3 separate regions of the Mus musculus genome follow, and all the other regions are linked to region 2. Evidence: chromatin contacts called from public HiChIP or PLAC-seq and promoter capture Hi-C data. All regions are on one chromosome and are shown on one strand. The core of a region is the stretch at or near the end of the contact, and the rest is flanking DNA. Distances in the headings are between cores, read along the strand shown.

Region 1 (4,355 bases), core at 781-3,280, 110 kb after region 2:
AAGGAAGTGAGCTGGCTGCTCTGTGCCCAGTCCCAGGCTGAGAGGACAGGGACAACAGCTGCTTCATCACATCTGGAGGGAGGCTGGTGTCACAGGGGACACAGCTCAGATATTCTGTGACACATGACTGAATGTACAAAAGGGGTCTCCAAATGGCAAAATATTACGCAGCCTTTCAAGGGTGTGTGGAAGGTATGAGAGCATGGGGGAGCCTCCAAAAGCATGGGAGAAACCCAGCACAGCTCAGGAAGACCTGACACAGCACAGATATGTACTGTGGCCCACAAGGACCTAAGGGCATCGGACAGAAGAGATGGAGAGAAACACACGGCTCAATTTCATTCTGTGAGGGCCCCAGAATGATCAGATTCATAGAGACAGTAGACTGAGGGGTGCCAGAGATGGGAAGGATCATTGTGTGATAAAGGCAGTTTGGGAAGATGAATTCTGAGAGTGGAAGAGGGATGGGGGGTGGGGGGCGAGCTGGCATCATAATGAGCATGTGCTTAATTCTCTCAAGCTGTGCAGCTCCAGATGATGAAAAAAAAGTTTTATCTGTTGGTCACAAAAAGGAAGTTAGAGGAGAAGGGAGAGGGAAGGGGGGAAGGACAGGAGGGGAAAGAAGAGGAAGAAAGAGAATGAAGAAGAAAAGGAGGAGAAGAGAGGAGAGAAGAGGGAGAAGAGGATAAAGGTGGGGGATACAGAGAGGAAGGAAAAGGAAGAGGAGGAGGAAGGAGAGAAAGGAGAGAGGAAGAGGAGGAGGAGGAGGAAGAGATGGGGGATGGGAGAAGCGGAGGGTGTCTCCCCACTGGTTCCTGGCAGTGGGCTTTCCCACAAAGGCCCAAATCCAAGCCCCCCAGCCCCTCCTGGCTGTCCCTGGCTTATGGGCAGAGGTCCTCGTCTTAACATGCAAGTCACCACATTCCAAGCATAGCTCTACATATTCACAAATGTCCACTACCACTTCAGCCCCATGGCAGAGCCAGGGGCTCTGAGAAGCCCCACACACATCTCCCATCACCTTAAAAACAAACAAACAAACAAACAAACAAACAAAACAGCTCCCAAGAACAAGGAAGGCTACAGTGCACCCACTGTGTGCAGACAGCTGTTCAGGGGGACACAGACTCATTCCACCACAGGAAATGCCATCAACAAGTCTCAGATACGACAGGCAGACAGCCACAATTCGGACTCCGTAGGGACAGGTCCCAATTCTTTCCTGCACAACCCCTTCCAGAACAATCTTCAAGCATTTTGAAATGTTTTTGAACTTTCATGATTCGGACAACGTGATCGAATGCATCGAGAGCCATTGCTATCCCAGGGAGGAGCTGGTCCTAGAGTGGTGAGGTCTGTCTTCCCACAGTACTTCCTCCCCAGGAGGATGGGTGGTCCTTCAAGTACCTGAAGGTTCTCCTTCCCCAGGCTCACTCCTGGGGAACACTTGTGTCACAGCGTTCCCAAGCAATTCAGTACTTCAGATGCTGTCGCTAGGAGCTCTCACGCTGTCTGTTCTGCAAACGACAGCAGCCCTACCTTCCAAAAAACACAACCCACAGAAGAAGTAAGACTGAAAAGCTGAACAGGCCAGGTGGAGGGTGCCCGTCAGCAAGACTAGAACTCAGGAGATGGATGTGAGGGTAGGGCTAGCCTGGGGTACATGAAGAGGCTGTCTGGAACATACAACCCGCCTTGGGTAAACTGTGCTTTACTATTGAATGCTTTAGTTCAGAACAAAGGACAGCTGAGGCCTCTACATGGGGAAGAGCCAGGCCACAGCAGTTCTGAGGACACTCTAGTGTGTCCCCTCCATCCTGTTCTTTCTACTCTTGAGTGGGTGCGCGCATACAGAGACCCAGCCGCTGCATCAGCGCATAACTGGATGGGAAGGGTCCTGCCTGCTCTCATTTTCCTTCATTTTTCTATATTAGGGGCAAGATGATCTATTTTTAGTGTGTAGCTGGTGTAAGTCAGGGGTTGCTATAGCAACGGCAAGTGGCTACAAACCCAGTGCCGCTCCGGTTCCCAGTCACAGAGAAATCCTGACAGAAATGCAGCCCTGGAGGATGGAGCGGCCCTGTTCTTGGGGGTTCCTGGCTCCTGTCCTCATGGCGTGCAGTGCCATGGGCAGGCTGAGGCTGAGTGTGCTAGGAAGCAGAGACTATACAAACTAGGAACCGTGAGAAGAGCTGACTGGGAATGGGTGCCAAGCTCAATCACAGGTGAGGAGAGAGTCCTACATTTGTGCAGCTCTTAGACAATAGGCAGAGGCAGGCTGGCATGCACTGCCTGGGCCCAGGGTAGCAGGCAGGGGATTGGAATGGGCTGTCAGTGTTGGTTTGTTGAGTCAGGGTCTCCTGTAGGCTCAAACTCACTCTGTAGCCAAGGATACCTTGAAGTCTTGATCTCGCTATTTTGTCTCTCGAGTGCTGGGATTACAGGCATGAGCAATCATAATTATATAGTGCTGGGAATGGAATCCAAGTCTTTGTGCACACTTTTTATCTACCTACTGATCTACATCCCCACCCTAGGCTGCCTACCTTTTAAGGCTGCCTCTGTGTGCACCTACCACCAGGGGCCCCAGACTGAGCCCAGCAGATGAGAAGGAACCTGGAGACTGAGCGTGCCATCCTCAAAGGCTGGGTGTATGATCTGTGTCCTATGTAGACTGTGGCCTGCCGAGCTCCCTGAGACAACGCTGCACTCAAAGTGTAAAAAAAAAAAAAAAAAAGAAGCCAGGACAATTAATGTCTAGGTTTACAGGCAGTGGGAAATGTGTTTTAAAATGTAGTTTTCTAATGACTCGGGGTAGTGAGGTCAGGGGATGAGCTTCCTCTGGAAAGACAGTGTATTACAGTCCCCCAGAGGAGGGGGTGTGTCACAGCCATGGGGGGGGGAGCGGCATGACAAGGAATGCCAGGCTGCTCAGGAGGCAGAGGAGAAAGGAGAGATCAGGCAGAAGCTTGGCTCTTGTTTCCAGGGAGAAGAAAGGTAACGCAGGTGGGGCAGACAAAGACTGGCTTCTGTGGATGTTTCCATGGGCCTCAGGGGTCTCGGGGACTGGCTCTATCCCCAGCATCACAAAAACTAAACAAAAGATCTAAAATGACCCTCAGTATTAGCAGCAACACCCATCGCTCCCCTGTTGTCTTTACCTTTCTTTAACTTCCAAGAGTTTTCGTCCCCACGGCACAGGGAGGCTCCTTCCTAGAAAGCCCATTGGAGGGGAGTGGACCCTGCTTCAGGGAGGGAGACTGCAGAGGAAGGGGTCTGAGGCCCCCAAGGCTAGATTCCTCAGGCCCTCACACAGCCCAGGCTGTGGGTAGCTCCCCAGGATGAAGCTGCTTCTCTTTCTCTAAATGTCACCATCTGTCCTGTCCTGAAAAATCAAGGTCAGGGCTGCCTCTTGCTGGTGGAATATTTTCATGTCCTCCTCCACCAAGCTTTCAGCCACAGAGCATCCTGTCTGAGTGTGAGAGATGAGGGTGCAGGGTCATTTTCTCCCATCTTAGGGTTGCTTTCTCCACTGCTAGTCTACATTCTAAAGAACTCCTACTGCCCTGTTCCTCTGCTCTCTCTCTCTGTCTCTCTGTCTCTCTCTCTCTGTCTCTCTGTCTCTCTCCCTCCCTCTTCCTCTCTCCCTCTCTCTCTCTCCCTCCCTCTCCCTCCCTCCCTCTCCTTCTCTCCCTCTCTCCCCCTCCCTCTCCCTCCTTCCTTCTCTCTCTCTCTCTCTCTCTCTCTCTCTCTCTCTCTCTCTCTCGCTCTCTCACTCTCTCGTGGTTTGAATAGGAATGGTCCCCATAGGCTCACATATTTGAATGCTTGTTCATCATGGAATGGCAGTCCCTAGAAGGATTAGGAGGTGTGGCCTTATCGGGAAAGTATGGCCTTTCTGAAGGAAGTATGTCATTTGGGGGTGGGCTTTGAGATTTCAGAAGCCCAAGCTAGGCCCAAGAGTTCTCTCTCCCTGTTGCCTGTGAATCCAGACTTAGAAGTCTTAGCTACTTCTCCAGCATCATGTCTGCCTGTGTACCGCCATGCTCCCTGACATGATAATGGGTTAAATTTCTGAAACTGTAAGCAAGACCCAATTCAACACTTTTTTTTTGGTAAGAGTTTCCTTGGTCAAAGTGTCTTTTCATAGCAACAGATACTAAGACACCATCTGTCTGTCCACCCACCCAGCCCCCAATCTGTGGTGGTTTGAATAAAATGGCCCCCATTGGCTCATATATTTGAATGCCTGGTTCTTAGTTGGTAGAATTGTTTGGGAATAATTAGGAGGTGTGTAAGCCAGTCCCCATTAAATACTTTATTTTACAACTGCCTTGGTCATGATGTCTCTTCAC
Region 2 (4,413 bases), core at 824-3,323:
GCATCATGCCTTCAGCATGGTTACCTCACTAAACTCAGTCACATTCTTAGGTGAACCTTGATTACGGAAATGTTCATTTGTGGTTATGTTGTTAGGGTGGGGAACTGAACCCAGTATTTTATGCAAACTTGGCAGGTGCTCTACCACTGAGTTACACCCTAAACCTCTCCCCCACTCCCTTTTTAAATTTTGAGTCATGCTGTTTTGTATATTTAAAGAGATTTTCCTTTACTTATGCCTGTGTGCATGCACACACACATGCATGTCTCTGTGAGTATGAGTATATGCATGTGCAGTACCCATGGAGGCTGGAAAAGGCCATTCTGTCCCTTGAAGCTGGAGGTACGGGTGTTTGTGAACCCTCAACACTGACATCTGAACTCTGGTCCTCGAGACTCACATCATGTACTGTTAATCTCTGACAGGTTACATTTTGAGAGTGTCTGTTGTGGAGGGGCCTGATGCTGTTCTTGTGAACCAATCCCCTAATGAAAAAAGGAGCCAATCACTGGGTGAGTAGGCGGGTTGAAGTACGTGGTTGGCATGGTAACGACCTGCCAGTGGGAACCTAGCAAGCTGGGTGGAGAGATTGTGGAGTTCAGAGTCAGAGTCTCCATGAGATAAAAACAGGTCGGCCATTGCCTGCCAGTGCATAGCGGGTCAGGCCGCCGGAGCAGAGGCACAAGCTCTGGACCGTGCCAGTTCTATTTTTTTTAATATTTCCTGCAACAAGTATTTTCTGCCAGGCTCCTCCCACTCTTGTCCATGGAGGCTCTACACCCCACATAAGCAGTGTCTCTTGAGAAATGGACTGACATCTGCCGAGGCTGACATGCCTCAGAGGGAGGGCGCCTGCATCAGAGTCTCCCAGTGGGTTCCCAGAGCTATTCGGGAAGTATGGGACTTGTTAACATCAAGAAGACCAGAAATCCACGGAGTCTCCCATGACCCCCACCGATTTTAGTGGGTCCATTCATCCAAGGTTCTAATGAAAAGATTTCTGGATTAATGAAATTATTTTTGGTTGAACCGAAAAACAGCTGCAAAACCATAATTAGTGGCAGGGTCAAAACTGTAGCAAAATGTGTGTCCGTTTCCGCTATCAAACCAGTTTCCCTTTCTTGGACACAGTATGAAACTCAAAAACTATCTTAAAGATGAGTGGGCAGCCAGTGTTAAAGGCAAAGGCACCAGTGAGGGGACTCAGGTCAGCAGTCACGACGTGCTTGGCTTTAAGAACCGCGGGAGACTAGGGCCTAGATCTTAGTCTCCTGGCTGTCTTCTTAGGTCAGTGTCTCCCAACCTGAGCAGGAATCTGCACTGATGAGGGCCCAGCTCATGTGTTCACTGAGCACCCCCATCGGCAGAGCAACCCCAAAAGAAATGTGGTCAAATAAGGCTCACGGGCTGTAGGGACGGAGACAACGAGCTCCCATCAGAGTGCCCGAGTAAAGACCATCACAGATGTACACACGGCTCACTGGTAAAGCAATATTATCAGATATAGCTCCCCTGAGAGGAGACTGAAATTCTCCAAGACTTTCACTGGAAAGGTCAGGAATTATTACATCATGGAATAAACAACTTAATGTATTTTAAGTTTTCATTTGTTTTAAAATGCATTCTGAATGACAGGCTTAAAAACATGAAAAAAATACTTACAATTACATCAAACTTGGAATAAATATCTACAACTTTTCCTAAAAATGAAAACATATGTTAGAAAAACATTTTAGGAACAGTAATGAAAAAAAATCTATCTATCTACCTATCTACCTATCTACTTACCTATCTACCTATCTACCTAGCTACCTATCTATCTATCTATCTATCTATCTATCTATCTATCTATCTATCTATCTAATCTATCTCAGTCTTAACTAGGTAACTACTGTGGATAACAGTGTTCAGTAAAACAAACGGGCTTGTTTAGAAGTAAGCAGGAGAGGGTATTTTGATGTAAACTGAAAACGGAGCCTGCTTAAAGTTATTTTCCTGACTGATGACTACTGAGCCGCAGCCCAGCACTCGCTCCTCCTCCGCTGTCTGCTCGCTCACTTCCCACTCATCCAGGCCCAGGAGCAGGCGTGGCCTCACAGACCTGACTCATCCACCACAGGCAATGCGGATATCCGTCTCTCCACGAAGATGTTCAAGGCTTTGATGATGGGAGTGTCTGGGTGAATGAAGGCAATATTGTGGTACGTTCCGATTCCAAGCTCATCCAGGTTCTGCTTCATGAAGGCAGGCTTTGGCATGTCAGACATCTGAGCAAGAAGAGACGTGAGAATGTTCTAGAACCCTAGCATGACCTCTCAGTGTGCATACATCCAGATCTGAATGAAGAACTATGTTCAACAAATTAAAGGCAAGTCTTTCCTAACAGTTAGCTTGGTGTCTCATTGTCATGAAAGTGTTATCCATCAGAACTGTCTCTCTCAAACCAGCTAACCACACGTTGTCTTTGTATAAGAAGCGATTCTAGATATTCAGTTTCCCTTCTCTTTGAACCAAAACCGTAGGAAGATGAGATCGACAGGTTTGTCTGGGAAACTAAGACCTGAAAGCCAGCACTGAGTGACCCCTTTATTCTTAGGTGATTTCTATTCAGCCCTGGGATCTGAAGCGACAGGAAGCCCTGTGTGTTTGCAGATCCTAGGCCTGACTGGCTACGACTAAGCTGCTCCTTGTTCCCACCTCCAATGACCGCACGCTTCCCGGATGGACCCAATTTCTCACTATTAACAAAGAACAGGCCGGCTGAACAAAGCAGACAGACCTTTGAAAATGCACTTCCCTTTTCTTACTACCTCAGAGGAGGAGGGGTAAACTGCAGAAAGTCTAGGATCAGGCTGGACTACAACAGAAAAATGTCTATGGTTTCAAAGATCCACCTTTTATAAAGGGCAGAGTTGATGCCATCTTCCTGGTGTACCTTATAATTATCAGGAAAAGATGAACAATTAGAAGAAACAAAATGTTCAAGTCAAAGAGTTCATCAATATTCAAATCATGAGACTCCTAGAAATTTAGAGAAAAAAAAAGAGAGAGAGAGAGACCTATTAGGTCACCTAATCCATCTCACCACAGAAATCCCCGCTTCACTGCCTGCCTTTTGCATGCTGGGGAGGGTATCACTACCCTTCCCCAGAACGATCCTGGTCCAGTAAAAATCAGGCCATCGTGTTTGTTTATTTAAAAATATGTATTTTTTTTTCTATCTGAGAACTCCTGGCTGAATATTCTGGCTGCAAGTTTCTACCTGCCATATTTGCCCAAATTAAGGCAACTTCCTTCTCTTCAGATTAGATGAGTGACACCATGAATAAGTGCTAACAGCACCAGGGGACTTCGTTGCGTAAGGACACCTCATGCAAAGCCCCCAGCACAGTGCCTGCCAGTGGCCAGCTGTCACACATGGGCTCCAGAGGCTGAGCCACCAGCCTAGCAACCGTGGGCCTTGAGCACCTGCCCCTCTGCCTAAACCCTTGGTTCCTGAGATGTCTCAATAAAGAACGCTTCTACACTCCCCATTACCAACTGACGGACAATACTCCTTGCTCGCTCTTCTTTAGTTGCCTAGTAAATGCCACGGGCATTTCAGCAAATTATTCTTCTCCCAATTTAATCAGGAAATGCGATTTGTCTCTGGATGCTCAGTTAAACTATGCGATCAGCTGGACCACCCGCACACGTCTCAATCACTCAACCCTTGACACCTCTGTAAACCCCTGGCTCTGCAAGGCTGCCTCCAGAAGATCAACGTGGGCCCTCCTGGAGACTTGTATGCTTAGTTGGTTCCTGATGGGGAACTGCAGACAGGACCCTGGAAAAGCTCCTTGGAAGACGCTTTCAAGTGTTCCCTTTAGAAAGATCACTTCAAATGGCCTTTCTGAGCCATCAACACCTCTGCTGTGCCTCCTGGCTAATGACCACATTCCCGCTCCCCTGGAGCCTCCTCTAATACTACAGGCCACGGGAACACAAACCACAGAAGTCCACTACGGTGTATCTCTTGCTCACATCTGTTCTGCCTTGGGAGTCTCTGGCCGCTGCAGCTGAGAATGAGGTAACCCCAGGGATGGTGTTTTTCTGCTCATGTTTCTAAAACCATGACCTCAATAAACACACCACAAGCGACTTCTGCCCTAAAGCCTGGCTCCCTCCATGCATGCCATGGGCCTCAGTGAGACTGAGGTACAAACTGCTTACTCTCCCCACCCCCTGCACGAGCCTGACACATCGCCCGTCCTCAGGGGGCATGCCCTGGTTTTATTATTTTAATACTAGGACTAAAAGATTTAGGACGGAAAGCATTTGAGTTGGTGTCAGCTTGGAGAACACACCGTGCACACAGTAGTGAGTTGAGAAGCTGAACTGTTGCGAGACGGAGACCTTGGGACTAACGGCTTC
Region 3 (4,224 bases), core at 646-3,145, 67 kb after region 2:
GTACCCTCAATAAACTCAATAGTTTACTCAGCTAGACGTGGGTGTAGTGGTTTCTTTGGTCTTTGATTGTTGCTGTCTGTGGTGAAGAAATGCTTGTTAATATCTCTTCAGGAAAAAAAAAACATCACTCAACAGCACCTAGTAGAGCTTACCTTTCACCTACTGTACTGTCCTAGATAACTGAATGGTAGCACTACTCGCCCTTTCAGGCCCCAGACCTGCAGCATTCACCCCTCCCCCACGAGACATATAACGGACTCACCCAGCTCAGCCAACGTTATCACACAATGATTTTGAGATTAGTGCTTTCCTGCAGAAGCTGTGGACCCTGCAGCCTCCGTGCAGGCAGCCTCGGTGCAGGCAGCCTCAGCGCAGCCACGGCTGTCTCATGGCTGCTGCTCTCTTTCCTGGTTCCTTCCTTCATTTCCTTCATGAACTCCACCCTACAGTCTGTTGCTAATGAAATCTTTTTAGAAAATTACTTTAACTTCTGTTGCACATGCCGGTGTATATGGCATGCATGCGCATTCAGATGTGTGTAGGTGCATGGACATGTGTGTGCATGTGTAGAGACCCAAGGCTGATATCCAGAGTCTTCTTCGTTTGTTTCCCATGTTCTTTGAGGCAGGGTCTACCAACTGAACTCAAAGCTTGCCCACACAAGTAGCCTAGTTAGCCAGCTTAGCCTGGGGGATCCCACCTCTGCCTTCTGTGTGCTGGAATTATGTGGGGGTCCCCACACCTATGTAGCACATCTATGTGGGTTCTGGGGATCCCACTCTTGTCCTTTACCCTCTGAATCATATCCCCTGCCCCTAAAGGAATCCTTTCACTAGAGGCAAACGTAGCACATGCACTTGTGTTGCCTGACTTTCTATCGCTACAAAAACCAAAAACCAAAAAAAAAAAAAAAAACAAACAAAAACAAAAACCCTGAGATGATTACCTTATAACTGTTTTGGCTCACAGCTTGGGAGGGTCCCATGTCATTGCTTGAGTCCCTGGAAAGGCAGCTTTTTGTGACAGGAGCATGTGGTGAGTCACATCATTTGCTCACATTACATGTCATGGGGAGAAGACAGGAGGCTGGGCCCCTCTTCTTTATGCTCTTACTGACCTAAAGACCGTCCCACAGGGCCCCATCTCTTAAAGGCAGCACTACCTAATGACAACACTATTCTGTGGGCCAAGTCTTTTTCCACAGAGGACCCCCAGTGACATTCTACATTTAAACAGTAACATTTCTGTAAAAACCATGCAGAGAAGATAGTGACAAGTTCATGATGACCTCTGTGTCCCTGCCTTCAAATGCAGCCCATTCTTACCCAGGGACAAGCAGTCGCCGCCATCTTCCCTAACCTTGTCACCCAGCCCCGTCCATCATTTTTGAAGTGATTTGCATACTTTTATTAATCCTCTGAGGGGAGAAGAGCTCCATGCATCAAATCCAATCACACAGACTATCTCTTGGCTCCCCAACACCGTGTGCAGCCAGGCTCCCAGGTCTCCTGAGATGCAGGACCAGTGGCCAAGCCCACTGCACTCGGTGCTGGGCCTGGTCTCTCACAAAGCTCTCCTACTTGTCTCCTGTCTTTCTGGGAACCAGGTTCATTCTGCTCACTGGACTTGCTCACAGTTAACTGCACACCAGTATAAAGGGAAGCTCTGACACAGACTTGCCAGGGATTAGTAAACTTCTGAAAAAAAGTCACATGGAAATCCCTCAGGCTTTGCTGGGCTGTGGCTCTAGCATGGGCTAACACAGGGAAGAGATGAGAGGATAAGCAGGTACCAGTCAAACGTCATAAAAAGAAGTGCTAGGCCAGATATTCTCAGGGGACAGGGTGGCCCAAGCCTGGAATTAGGCTTATGAACTAAGAATGAGTCACCATGGGGTGGAGAGGCAGGATCCCAGCATTTGTCTTCAGAGAGTGGAATATTAGGCAGAGATCAGAGCCGTGGAGCCCAGTTGCCGTGGTTCACAGCCTGGCTTCCACATTTGCTAGCAGCTAACCCTTCATGAGTGATTGTGCAGTCATCTTACTGGGTCCTTGTCACAGCCTGAGGCTAGCTCTGTCTCCATCCAGCAGAAGCACGGGGTAAGGGGTCCTAGGTACAGGACCATAAACATTTCTGCAGCTCACTAACAGGCCCAACCACTCACATTGCTGCATCCTCCTTCCTCTCCTCCCTCCTGCATCCCTCACTTCTCTCCACAGCAAGCCTGGCAAGACAACAACTCACATTCTCTGCCCGGCCAGTGCTTTGCTATCTCACTCCTTTAGTAACCCTGCCATCTGGCTTCCACCCTGGTTGGGCTTGTGAGCCTCCCTCCCCTCCTTCTCCTTCTCCTTCTCCTTCTCCTTTCTCCTCCTTCTCCTTCTCCTTCTCCTTCTCCTTCTCCTTCTCCTTCTCCTTCTCCTTCTCCTTCTCCTTCTCCTCCTCCTCCTCCTCCTCCTCCTCCTCCTCCTCCTCCTCCTCCTTCTCCTTCTCTCCTTCCCCTTCTTCCCTCCCCTTCTCTCTTCCCCTTCCCCTTCCCCTCCTTTTCCATTCTCTCCCATCTTCCCTCCACCCCTTTCTTCTTTCTCTCTTATAATTAAAAAAAGTTAGTGTACAAAGTGATGTGCTTCATTTTGGTATTTTCATACATATTTTTGGTTGGGCTTCTCCCCAACTCCCCAGGCTCTGCCTCCTGTTGGTCCTCAATTTCCTCCCTCTCCAACATCCATTTTCCCCTTTCCTGATTGTTTCATGTCCCACATACCACCCCCCCACACACACAGACTCACACTCACACAGACACACACACACTCACAAACACATGTGCACACACACCCCAATACACATTCACAAACACAGACACGCTCACAGATACACATAGATACATACACAGACAGACAGACACACTGACAAATACACACACATATAAATACACACACTCACATGCACACACAGGCACATACAAACACACAGACAGACACATACAAACACACAGACACACACACACAGACACACACACACTATTAAACCCCAGGGTCTGCACAGTAGAGTCTATTTGTTTTTTCTGAGTCTGGCTTATTCATTAGCGTATAATTTTCCATTCAATCCATCTTCCTGCAAATATAGTGATTTTGTTTTTCTTCATGGCTGGAAAAAATTCCACCACATATATTTCCACCACATTTCTCTTATCCTTTCATCTGTTGGTGGATACCTAGGTTGGTTCCATTTCTTTGCTATGGTGAACAATATAGCAATAAATATGAATGTAAAGTTTCCCATGACCATGGCAGGTTCTTATGCAAGAAACTCACAGTTAAGGTCCGAGGCAGAAGCAGGCAATACCAGCCCAAGACAGGGCAGACAGCCATTCTCGTTTCGTCCCACAGCAGTGAGACAGTTGGAAGATTGCCATAGTAAGCTGCAGGGAGCACCCCATCTCTGTATCACACCAATGTCCTAAACGTAGGCAGGGCTACTCAGTTACGATGGACAATCCAAGGGGGATCGATCCTACAGTAGCTCCTATCAGGGTTAGAGGGTACAGTTGAGGTGGATTTAACCCAGGGTGTGCTGTTGTGTGGCTCTGTAGAAGAGTTAAGCCATCCTGGAAATTTCTGTCTCCACTTTACTCTGTTTTTGTATCCCTGTGGTTAAACAGTGCTGAGTATGGCCTGTTCAGAAGCCCTCCCTCAGTGTGAGTTTTGTCCTAAAGAGGGAAGGAGGAACAGTCCTTGATGGACTTAGCTCCGGAGTTGGTTTTCTGGGAGATCCTTTCTTCCTGTTGGGGAGACTTTCAGAGCAGGAATTATCAAAATCACTTGAGTACTCAGTGCCTGGGACAGTGCCCCACAAGAAAGAGGGATTTAGGGAAAAACAGCTGAGCAAATGATTTCCCTTGTGGGCTTCTGGGGATAGAAGAAAAACAGGGCGGGAGGAAGGATTTGTTCATGTGGTACGGTGCTTGTCCATCACATACATGGTGCTGACTCTGACACCTGGCATCAAGCAAGCCAGGAGTAAGGGCACACTTGCAATCCCACCATTCCAAGATGGGGGAGGGGGAGAGGGAGAAGGAAAGAGAGAGGAGGGGAGATGGAGAAAGGGAACGAAGGGATGAGGGAGGAAGAGAGAAAGAAACAGAAAGAAAGAAAGACAGACAGACAGACAGAGAGATATAGTATATCCTTGGCACTCAGCTATTCTGGAGACAAGTGCACATAG

The links. HiChIP or PLAC-seq counts read pairs in DNA pulled down with a chosen protein or histone mark. Capture Hi-C pulls out chosen DNA fragments and counts their contacts.
Region 1: an H3K27ac HiChIP or PLAC-seq map of heart atrium shows a contact between it and region 2, with 2.8 times the contacts expected there. The contact joins the promoter of 1500035N22Rik here to the enhancer-like site in region 2. A contact is called at or near these places in 2 of 39 promoter capture datasets (epiblast stem cells and liver), 1 of 484 Hi-C or Micro-C datasets (the G1E-ER4 cell line), 1 of 115 datasets of contacts at active chromatin or transcription factors (heart atrium) and 4 of 9 other capture datasets (adipose tissue, embryonic trunk, liver and 1 more).
Region 3: a promoter capture Hi-C map of adipose tissue shows a contact between it and region 2. The contact joins two enhancer-like sites. A contact is called at or near these places in 2 of 39 promoter capture datasets (embryonic stem cells and stem cell-derived epiblast-like cells), 1 of 484 Hi-C or Micro-C datasets (nephron progenitors), 1 of 115 datasets of contacts at active chromatin or transcription factors (embryonic stem cells) and 3 of 9 other capture datasets (adipose tissue, liver and pancreatic islet).

The regions. Positions count from the first base shown.
Region 1 is chr5:24,983,812-24,988,166 of GRCm38.p6, forward strand. It overlaps 1500035N22Rik (RIKEN cDNA 1500035N22 gene), which reads left to right and starts at 2,031. Exons shown (of 2, transcript NR_166410.1): 1 at 2,031-2,225. The region is part of intron 3 of Prkag2 (protein kinase, AMP-activated, gamma 2 non-catalytic subunit); the gene reads right to left.
Region 2 is chr5:24,869,393-24,873,805 of GRCm38.p6, forward strand. Prkag2 (protein kinase, AMP-activated, gamma 2 non-catalytic subunit) reads right to left here. Exons shown (of 16, transcript NM_145401.2): 12 at 2,102-2,267; 13 at 1,663-1,700. Among named protein-coding and RNA genes, the nearest start is that of Rheb, 29 kb to the left of the region's middle. Within about 2 kb of position 2,074, at least 69 of the 459 cell types and tissues checked have an H3K27ac peak or open chromatin away from gene starts, as enhancers often do. A contact at or near this core is called in the G1E-ER4 cell line and adipose tissue, where this site is marked.
Region 3 is chr5:24,936,391-24,940,614 of GRCm38.p6, forward strand. All of the region lies in intron 4 of Prkag2 (protein kinase, AMP-activated, gamma 2 non-catalytic subunit), which reads right to left. Among named protein-coding and RNA genes, the nearest start is that of Gm52767, 18 kb to the left of the region's middle. Within about 2 kb of position 1,896, at least 29 of the 459 cell types and tissues checked have an H3K27ac peak or open chromatin away from gene starts, as enhancers often do. A contact at or near this core is called in adipose tissue, where this site is marked.